Regions from separate parts of the Hordeum vulgare genome. Here region 2 is linked to region 1. The links are chromatin contacts, called in public Hi-C maps. All regions are on one chromosome and are shown on one strand. Each heading gives the region's core, a stretch centred on a gene start, on an enhancer-like site or on the middle of the called end of the contact. The rest is flanking DNA. Distances are from core to core; before and after follow the strand shown.

Region 1 (5,191 bases), core at 381-2,880:
ACAAAATTTGACATACCCGAAATCAGTGCAACTTAGGACGCGTTTGGTTTTTGCTCAGGTAACGTAATGGCTTTCGGAATGGGGAAGCGCTGCTTCCGATTCTTTTTTATGGGATGCTCGCTTTGTTTGGTTCGTTCGATTTCGTCTGGTTTGCTAATCACCTTGCGTTCGGCGAGTTTCGACTTTGCGAAGCGGCATATCGAAAACTGTTTCGACTTTGCGAAGCGGCATATCGAAAACTGTTTCGACTTTGTGAAGCGGCATATCGAAAACTGTTTGTGCCGAAAACGTCATACCCGAACCAAATGCAATCTACTGTTTCAGAAAGCGTAGGGATCGGAAATCGCTACACTTTTGCTGAACGAAACATCAACTTCGTGCCTATGTCGTCTTTAGACATTCAGACGCGTTCCAAGAGAGTGGGGAACTTTCTAGCGGGAAAACGTATGGTCATGGAGGCACGAAACAAGACTGAGGGAGGGAGGGACAGAGACTTACCGTTCTGAGAAATGGTTTATTTCTCGTAAATGCAACTTAATATGTTTTTCGGCAAATTGTCACACAATATTTTTTTACCGTTCTGAGAATGGTTTATTTATCGTAAATGCAACTTAATATGTTTTTCTGTAAAATGTCAATTGTTAAAAAATGTTTGTGTAAAAAATATAAAAACAATATTGGAATTTGTAAATTCTCACGTTTAGAAAATTTTCCAAACTCTTATAAAAAATTATATTTTTTATGAAAATTGTTCAATTTTTAAAATTACGTTTACATTTTGGAAAATACCAAATTGAAGAACATTCTTTATATTTTTTAGAACATTTATTAAAATTATTGATCATTGTTTAAATTCACAACATTTTTAAATTCGGCAACAGTTTTTATAAAAATATATATTTTATAAAAATGCACGATTTAAAAAAAAAGTGAATTTAGAAACGTTTTGAAAAAATTAAACGATGAAAAGAAATTCAGTAGCTGTTCATCGGGGCATTGCTACGCGTGAGTCAAGGAACTTATCAGTCGCCTCGCGAGTCGTCCGATCTGTTGATGGAGTTTTCTGTATCGTTCCTTTTTTTTTTCTATAAGAAGACTCTTGTTGCGTGTATTTCTGCAATAAGATCTTTATTGTAAAGTTTTCTCTTTTTTAATTTTCTATAACATGACCTATGTCGCACAATCTTTTCTTCTCTATTTTTATTCTACTTTCTGCAAGAAGACTCTTGTTTCAAAAATTGCAATAACATGCTCATCGCATCTTATTTTCTACAAAAAAAACTCATGTTACCTTATTTTTTTGCAAAAAACATCTCCAGCCACTTGCGCGGTCATTGTTCGTTGCCACCATGCTGTAACAATTAGGATGAGAGACCATTCTAGTGAAGCCGACCGAGAAACCATTAGAAACCAAACCCAGAAACGGAAATTGTTATTTTATAGGGCTGAAAAAACTGGAGAGTTTTTTATTTTATTTGAGCAGTATAAAAAAAAGTGGAGAGTGATCGGTAAGCCATGCACAGTGGGCGATTGGGCCAGGCCCAGGAAGGCAGCCTCCTGTGCGTCTCCCTAGGAATTTGACGCAGTTGGCGTCATATAGTGATTTCCCAGCCGCCGCCGTCACTGCTTCCACCCCATCCTCCCCCAGCCGAGCTCGGAGCTTCCGTTCGCCGCCGCAATCCCTCCCGGCCCCCAGTTTCCCTCCTCGATCCTCCAGCGGCTGGACTGTTCGCGCTCATCGGGCGACCCCCCCTCGCCGGCGACGCGCGGTGGAGCAGGTCAGCACGGAGGCAATCGCTGCCAGGGCTGTGGATTTCATCTATCAGGCATCCCGTGTGGATTTCATTAGGTACGTACTGTACGTCCCTAGCGGATTTGGCCAAGACTGTGTTCTGTCAGGCGCGAAACACAAGGATTAGGTTCAGTTCGGGATTGGAATTCACAATGTCAGATAGTCGTATGTCGGATGATGTATCTATACTGCATATGATTTCCTTTCTTTTTTAATCTGTTTTAGATTTAGATTAGGAAGCTCATGCATTTTGCTTCCTTCCCCGCGGTTGAGATTACAGTGCTAGGTCAGTGCACGGCGCATCCTTCACTTTTCAATGTGGTGACGGATGCTCTATGTTTCAATTTTTTCACATGAATCATGCACAAGACTCTCTGATGCATCGCAGATCTTTCTGGAAATGATTAACATGCTATTGTCGATCAGGGTTTCCGCCGTACATGTCACCCCTTATCTTTATTTTGGTGCTGGAATTCTAAAAATGACCATGCGTTTTTATGCTTACAGAGGCCTAGTCATAACAAACAAGCTACAGTACATGTCCATTTCCTTGGAAAAACGATGTGATTGTGTTATTTACAATCTCATATTTATTAATTTGTACTTCGAAAGTGTTTTTTCACACAAGAAGTTATGTACCGGGTGAACAGCACTATGCATATTGCAGTCTCATGCGTCTGAACAAGTACAATACTGAGCACTAGGGTGCCCAGTTGTATTTACTACTCCCTCTTATCACTTTTATAAGACATTTATACAATTCAGACATCACTCAAAACAGCTCAATGTCAGCTATCTAAAACTTCTAATAAAAAGGAACAGAGTAGTAGTTTACAGTCTTGTACAAATGCTAAAACAGCACCAGTACTTCTCTTATATGTGAAGACCATAACACCAGACGCCAAACGTGACTCCCTCATTTTGCATTTTATCAGCTCCCTCCCTGTGTGCTAGCTAGATGGCATCGTCCACTCTAAAACCAGGTGTGCCTATCACTCTGCAAGAGCTAGAGCCATCCTCGGAGATCTTCAAGCAAGGGGCTTCCCTCCGAGTAACAGGAATGTACGTATGAGTGAGCAGATGCTTCCCCCTAAGACTATTACCACTCCGTCCTATAATATAAGAGCGTTTTTGACACTACGCTAGTGTAACTAACGCTCTTATATTATGTGACGGAGGGAGTAGCTTCTAACCGTGCTAACCTTATCGGCTTGCAATTCTCTAGTCTCCAGTCATACGACGTCGACTCTGCGGTTGCCGTTATTCAGGACGGCAGCGCAATGCTGAAGGTCGACACCCAGCACCTAAGGGACATCAGTTTCCGCAGCGGCTCTATGTTCCAGTTCATCGGCGAACTCCTGATCCGGCCAGACGATGACGTAATTCTCTGTCCTCGTCCAGCTTTTGGCAGTCTGGTTATCTGGTATCAGTTGAACAATGCTGCATCAAATTTGTTGCTTACATCCTGCAGGTGATTCTGCAAGCACGTGTGGGCAGAAACGTTGATGGCCTTGACCTGAACCTTTACCAGCAGTCTTTGATCATCCGGCGGCAGCATGAAGCCAGACTGCTGAGCTCCAGGAGGGCATGATCCAAAGCTGTGAACCAGGCTCATGCCTCTTTAGTTCAGTTACTCTGTAGTATGGAGCACAGGGGGACATAATCACCTTACTCTTGATGATCATGCGCTTCAGTTTGTTAGATGGGTGCAAACCTGCAAAGTAGTACGAGTAGTTGTTAACTGAATTTTCTGAGCACTGATTATTCTCCAAGCCTTTTTATGCTATCACAGCCCCAGGAGCTCTTATTATCTGAGAGTCTATATATCTGTTTTACACTGTTTTGTGGGCTGGCAAGGGTATTTCCTTTGCAGCGGCGGTGTTGTTTGACAGGTGTAGCTGCAGGGTGATATCCTATCATTGTGAACAACTGGAGTGTTCTCCCTGTACGACATCACCTTCTCTTTTACATGTTGTGACAATAGATGCTCTGCAGTTTGGTCCTGAATTTTATGAACAGAGCAGCTACAGTACACCACTACATTACTTAAAAAATCTATCATGCGTTGGCGAGTCAGGAAGGCCCTGCGCTATGGCGGCTTCATTGACACGCCACGGCCAGTGCTCGAGGAAGGGGCAAGAGCGGTGCCGGTCTGCGGCGTGGCCAAGGATTTACTGGGTTGTAGGGCCCGCCGGTTGGTACGCATGCATCAACCCTTCAGCAGATTGCACACTAGTTTTATTTAGCCCAATCTGTAACTCTAGCCTGTAGATGGCTTGGTTTTGTTTGCAACTGGAAAGCATTACATATGAATACAGACTACACCAGTACTCACTGGTGAATGGCACTTCATCTGGCATTTCATCTGACGAAGCAACCATACAGCTCAGTTAGAAGTTTCTGAATTAAGCTTCTCAGAGAAGGCGAGATAGAATCTGAATCTGGAGTTGCATCTAACAAACTTTGTACGGTCTTTGATTTTGTTTTGTTTTGTTTGCAGCTGCAAGTGAGGAAAACACTTTATAAATATGATGGACACAGTTCAAAATTTTGAATTATGCTTCATCGCACGAAGCCCACAAAGGTCAGGTCAGTTCAAAATTCTGAATTATGCTTCTCAAACGAGACGATACAAAGCTCAAATTTGGAGTTAAGACATCAAGTTTCTGATTGCAATTTCGGGTGAGGGAAACAGTGCATAGATAAATACAAACACATTTTGCAAATGGATATAATTATTTCATTACAACCAAATTGAATAGCGAAAATCAAAGTCAAAGCAACGGTTCGAGCGAGCTCTTCATCCGAACTTCAAGACCTTCCCACGATGGGATCACTCCACTCCACAAAATTAACCAAACTGTGTTTTCCCTTCTCATCCATCTTCTACCCTGTCGATCCTTCTCTGGATCAATGGTCGGTCGGCAGATGCTCTTCTAGAACTGACATGTCCTTTGCCTGTTCAACTCTTTCGTAGAAAAGAATGTATGCCTGACACTCCAGTACCTCTTCTAATGATACTTCTGTGATGCTCTCGTCGCTTGCATGGAACCATGTGGGAGTGCCACGGCTCTCCTGCTCCTGGCATCCAATCTGGCTTGTTCTCACATAAGCAAAATTGTGTCCTTCACGCAAGGTTGTTCCACTGTGTACAATGACAGCAACCAGACGATATTTGTACTCGTCGTCCTCCAGATGCCTGAAAATTAGAGGATGAATATTGGTTAGATTTTGTTTTTCTTAAATCGGAACCATCAACGATATATGTTATGACCACTGAGATAATCCGAGATATGATATTTAAAGAGGCTAATATATTAGTAGCTATATTAAACAGAGCAAAAGTGTCAAGTGTCAATACCCTGGGTCCATAAACTTTGTTATATCAAGTGTATCCTG
Region 2 (5,054 bases), core at 2,402-4,901, 49 kb before region 1:
GGCGGATCATCCGCTCTTTATCGACCTAACGTTGTTAGAATTTGTTTCTTCTTCATTTTTCTGATTTGATGTGCTATTCGCCCCAGCAATGATATCTGTACGGTGTTGGTTGCTTTATATACAAAGCGGGAGAAATCCTTTTTCGTTAATCCTCGTCCAAGAGTTGCAGAACCGCATGAATCCGGAGGTGTGGATGAAGAAGTTGCTGGAAAATCTAAAGGGTGCTCTGAGGGATGGAAGTTGTTGCTGGAGCATGAAAATCTAAAGGGTGCTCTCAGGGAGGTGGATGAAGAAGTTCTGGACATCGAACTTGTTGCTGGATGAAGAAGTTCCTGCCAAGCCAAGAGAAGTTGGTCACGCGTCTTCGAAACCCAGAAGAAGGCCAACAAGTTCGATGTCCTTCACCAACGGATCTCCATGATCCTGGAGCAGTTCAACCTTGCCAACAATATCCTCATTATCACCATCAACAATATGTGGGTGTATTGTATAAAGCTTATTACTAGCAGAGGTATAAATGGACACATAGATTTTATTCTTCTAGGGCCATAAATAGTGTGATTGCCTCTGTCCCTTCCAATTTAATTTTTTTTACTTATGTACGAGTTGGCAAAATATGAGAAATATTTGTCTAGCAGATTCTTATGAATGAGCAAACTAATGTCAGGAGTATGTTTCTAGCCTAGCACGCATATTTAGTTGCATTGCTTTTCCAGTGTAGGCTGTTACTTTTTTCATGACAATGGAACCTAAAGAAAAGAAATCTTGAGGACTAGTACATGGAGTACATCACAAGCTCATTGCCGTATATTTTGCACAACATATCGTGTCCATGTAAATGTGTCAATTCACCACACTTGTCGGTATATGGATCAAAATGGCTTGATTAGTCTACTTTGTGCGAATCCTGTTTATTACCATTATGGAAATCAAACAGTTTGCAGCATGTCAGCTCAAGATTTACCTGCAGTTGGAGGAGGCCCTGCTTGTAACATTTCGAACGATTTTCCTTATCAGATGAATCAGATGATTGCACATTTATACTGATGTACATGAGTATGTTGAGTTGCTTATATTATTATTTCTGCGGAGGAGGCGCAGTTCATGGGAGAAACATAATATGTATGCATTGGGGTGTTGATCCAAAAAAATAAATCTAGGAGCATCTCAAGCAGATCACTTTCCCCAAAACAAAATATGTATGTATTGGGGAGTTGATCAAAAAAATATATCTAGGAGCATCTAAAGCAGACCACTTTCCCAAAAACAAAATATGTATGTATTGGGGAGTTGATCCAAAAAAATATATCTAGGAGCATCTCAAGCAGATCACTTCCCCCCCAAAAAAATATGGATGTATTGGGGAGTTGACCCAAAAAAATAAATCTAGGAGCATCTTAAGCAGATCACTTTCCCAAAAACAAAATAGGAAAAATCTAATTGATAGCGTACGCACGGCTGCATTGCCGTGCGGCAGGAGGACAACGTGCGATTCCCTTTTGATGTTTGAAATTCAAAAAAAATTATCTACAAAACCGTTAATTCAACTGATGATCCATTTTCATCATTGGCTTTCCCGCGACGAGTTCTTCGAAACTAGATCTCATGTCAATATGCTTCGTTAATATTTTTTCCGTTCATACTTGCCACATTTTTTGACCCACTTGCCATATTATTAACCACTTATTTGCCTCAAAAAAATAACTTGATTGTCACTTTTTAATGTTGTTTCGTACAAAAGCCTTGTAACAGATTTCATTATACATGATATAAAAGCATGTCATGAGTAGAATTTAACTGAACGACACAACAAAATACTACCACAACTACGTTTCAGAACAATCAAATGTCCTTTTATTACGACACACCATACCAATTGAAGATAGAATTCAACAGATAAATACAGCAAACGCCGTGACAACTATTTTTTTTACAATGACTGACAAGTTGTATGGAACAGTATGATAGTGAGGTAGGATTCAAATGACAAGCACAAAAAATATATGTGGCAACTGTGATTTTATAAGCACATACAAGCTTTATGAGACCACATGACAACTTAGTAAAATAAAAATGACAAGCACATCAAAACATTTTGGGGACTGCATTTATAAGCATCGACAATCTTTGTACAAAACGACATAAAAATGGTAATTAAGTTATTTTTATTGGGCAAGTAAATGGTTAATAATATAGCAAGCGAGTGGAACAATGTGGCAATTACGGAAGGAAAAAAAGTTTGTCGAAACATGTCGACATGGGATCTAGTTTCGAAGATCTTGTCGCGACAAAACCAACGATGAAAACAGATCATCGATTGAATTAACGATTTTGAGGATAAAACCTTTTGAATTTCAAGCATTGAAGAACATCTTTACGTGATGCATGTGCATGCGAGCCGCCGCATGATAGCACCAGCATGCGGCTTTGCTGCGTAGTTGAATCTAACAAAATATGTATGTATTGGGGAGTTGATCCAAAAAAACATATTCCTATCATCCTTTTTTTCTTGAGAATATTCCCTATCATCTTATCGCTGATCATAGAAAAAGCATATTCCTATTCAGTGTTTATTGTGTTTGTTTCTTTGTTTTTCGTACGCACCCTCGTGGGCTATGCCCATTTATGTTTTTTTTGCATCAACACAGCTCATCAGTTGTACGCCGTAACACTAAAAATAAGAAATGCAGCGCACGCCAGGTTTTCACGAATGTGGTTTGATTTTGTTTGAAAGTTTCTAGATGCTTATTTAAAAATAAAATAAAATTATAGAATTTATGGGTATTTTCAGTCGATCATTATATAATTTATGATTTGTTAATAATTTGAGGATTAATATTTCACTAAGGGGAACATAGAGTCAGAGTAAATAAAATTCATAACTCTGATTAGAAAATAATAATAAATATCAAGTGTTATTGTATAATTTTGAATACTATAAAACACTTTTGGATATATTGATTCGCATTGAATTACAAATACATCAAGGATAGAATCAATGTAATTCAGAATTGCAATAAGCATCTGTTTTTTTTTGTTCAGCTGATTTTTCTTTTTTCTTTTTCTCTTTCTCCTTTTCCCTTTTCGCCTTCTTTTACAATAATCATAAAGATTTGGACAAATTCGTGATTTTGTTTTCTAAATTCATAAACATTTTTTAAAAATTTCTTTAACATTTCATAGAAAATCAAACTTTTTTCACATTGATGAAACTTTTTAGAAACAAATTGTTGCGAATGAAACTTTTTTAAATTCATGAATACTTTTCTAAATCCGCAAAAAAATCCAAATTAGCAAACTATTTTTAGTTTGAGAACATTTCTTGAATTCATAAACTTTTTAGGAAATGTGTGAAATTTGTTCCTTTTTCACAAAATAATTTTAAGCGGCAATGTTTTTAAATTGACAAACCTTTTAGAATTCCCGAATGTTTCTTGAATTTATGAACTTTTTTTGAAATCAAACCAACTATTTTCGAGTTCGTCAAATTTTTCTTGAAACGCACAAACATTTTTTCATTTTTTTAAATATTTCTAAAAGTCAACTATCAACTGGTCAGCCTGTTGAACCAGGCGAGCGCATGATGTATAGCTGGGCCGGCGCAGGATGCACCTACATGGGCACCAGTGGAGTTTGCGAAGCCACAAAGCGTTGTATAGGAGCACTCAATAGAAAACACCTCAGCCCACAAAGCGTTGTCATGGCTGGAAACCACGGTGTCTTTCCACCCTAGCCATTGCGGCGTCACGCCGTCACCCTCTCTTGAGCAGCACCATATAAGGCTAACAACTCCTTATTCCTATCATCCTTTTATTCCTTGTGAATATTTTCTATCATCTTATTGCTGATCATAAAAAAACATATTCATATTCAGTCTTTATGCCGCACATTTCTTGGGTATTCGTACGCACCGCAGAGCCCCCCCCCCCCCCCCCTTGCTCGTGGGCTCTACCCATTTAAAAAAAAATCACTGACACAACTCTATGCCGTAACACTAAAAAAAGAAATGTAGTATGCGCCATGTTTTCACGAGCAGGGTTTGGATATATTTTATTTTAGAAAGCTTCAAGATGCTTCCTCATCTGTTTTTTTTCCTCGGCTGGTTTTCCTTTTGTTTTTTCCTTCTTCTTCCCCTTTTTTTCTTCTTTTTCCATAATCGCAAACATTTTGGCAAATTCATGAATTTTTTTCTAAATTCATGAGCACATTTTCAATTTTTTGAAATTTTCTTATATTCACACAAACAAATCTTGAAACCTTTCCAAATTCCTGATTTTTTTAAGCAGCAAACTTTTTAAAAATTAGCGATTTTTTTTGAGTTTCTGAACATTTCTTGAATTCATGAACTTTTTCTGGAACGTATGAACTTTGTTCCATTTTCTCAAAATAATTTGAAGCCACAAACTTTATTCAAATTCGCAAAAAATAGAGTTCATGGATGTTTCTTGAATTCGTTAATTCTTTCGAAAATTGTGAACTTTTTTGAGTTTATCAAATAAAATAAAATTGGTGTGGGTTTTTTCAAATTCGTGAAGTTTCTTTGATGGTGTGAAGCTTCTCAAACTCGTGCTCATTTTTCATATTTTAAAACCTTTTTTAAAATTCAATTGTCAACTGATCAACCAGTTGAGGCGAGTGAGTGATCTAGGGTTAGCAAACGGGCGAGCCAGCGAGCGTGCGAGGTATAGTCTGGCCGACACATGATTCACGAGAGTGAGCGCCAGTTGGAGTTTGCGACGCCATAAGCGATGTATATGAGTACTCCATAAAAAACTCCTCAACCCCCCTATAGAGAGGAAGTTGCATCTCCCCAAGTCATGGTGATAAGCCACGGTGCCTTTCCGTCCATGAGCAGCACCATCTAGGGCCAACAACTCTTTATTCCTATATAATCCTTTTTTCATGTGAAAACTTCCTATCATCTTATTGCTGATGGTGAAAAAGCATATTCCTATTTGGCGTTTATGGTGTTGGTTTCTTTGTTTTTCGTACACAATGCATATCCCCCTCGCTCGTGGGCAACTTTATCCATAAGTTCTATCTAGTCTATGAAA

What was found. A called contact is a pair of places that touch in the nucleus more often than the background predicts.
Region 2: a Hi-C map of leaf shows a contact between it and region 1, with 1.8 times the contacts expected there. The contact joins the enhancer-like site here to the promoter of LOC123452488 in region 1. A contact is called at or near these places in 3 of 6 Hi-C or Micro-C datasets (leaf and seedling) and 1 of 1 datasets of contacts at active chromatin or transcription factors (embryo).

The regions. Positions count from the first base shown.
Region 1 is chr1H:512,833,264-512,838,454 of MorexV3_pseudomolecules_assembly, reverse strand. LOC123452488 (CST complex subunit TEN1-like) reads left to right here and starts at 1,630. Exons shown (of 4, transcript XM_045129146.1): 1 at 1,630-1,849; 2 at 2,728-2,854; 3 at 3,018-3,171; 4 at 3,264-3,602. The coding sequence starts at 2,751. The coding sequence ends at 3,383. It overlaps LOC123452504, which reads right to left. Exons shown (of 3, transcript XM_045129163.1): 2 at 5,154-5,191; 3 at 4,393-4,991. The coding sequence ends at 4,703.
Region 2 is chr1H:512,884,283-512,889,336 of MorexV3_pseudomolecules_assembly, reverse strand. No RefSeq gene overlaps it. Among protein-coding and RNA genes, the nearest start is that of LOC123423833, 5.7 kb to the left of the region's middle. Within about 2 kb of position 3,651, at least 3 of the 3 cell types and tissues checked have open chromatin away from gene starts, as enhancers often do. A contact at or near this core is called in leaf and seedling, where this site is marked.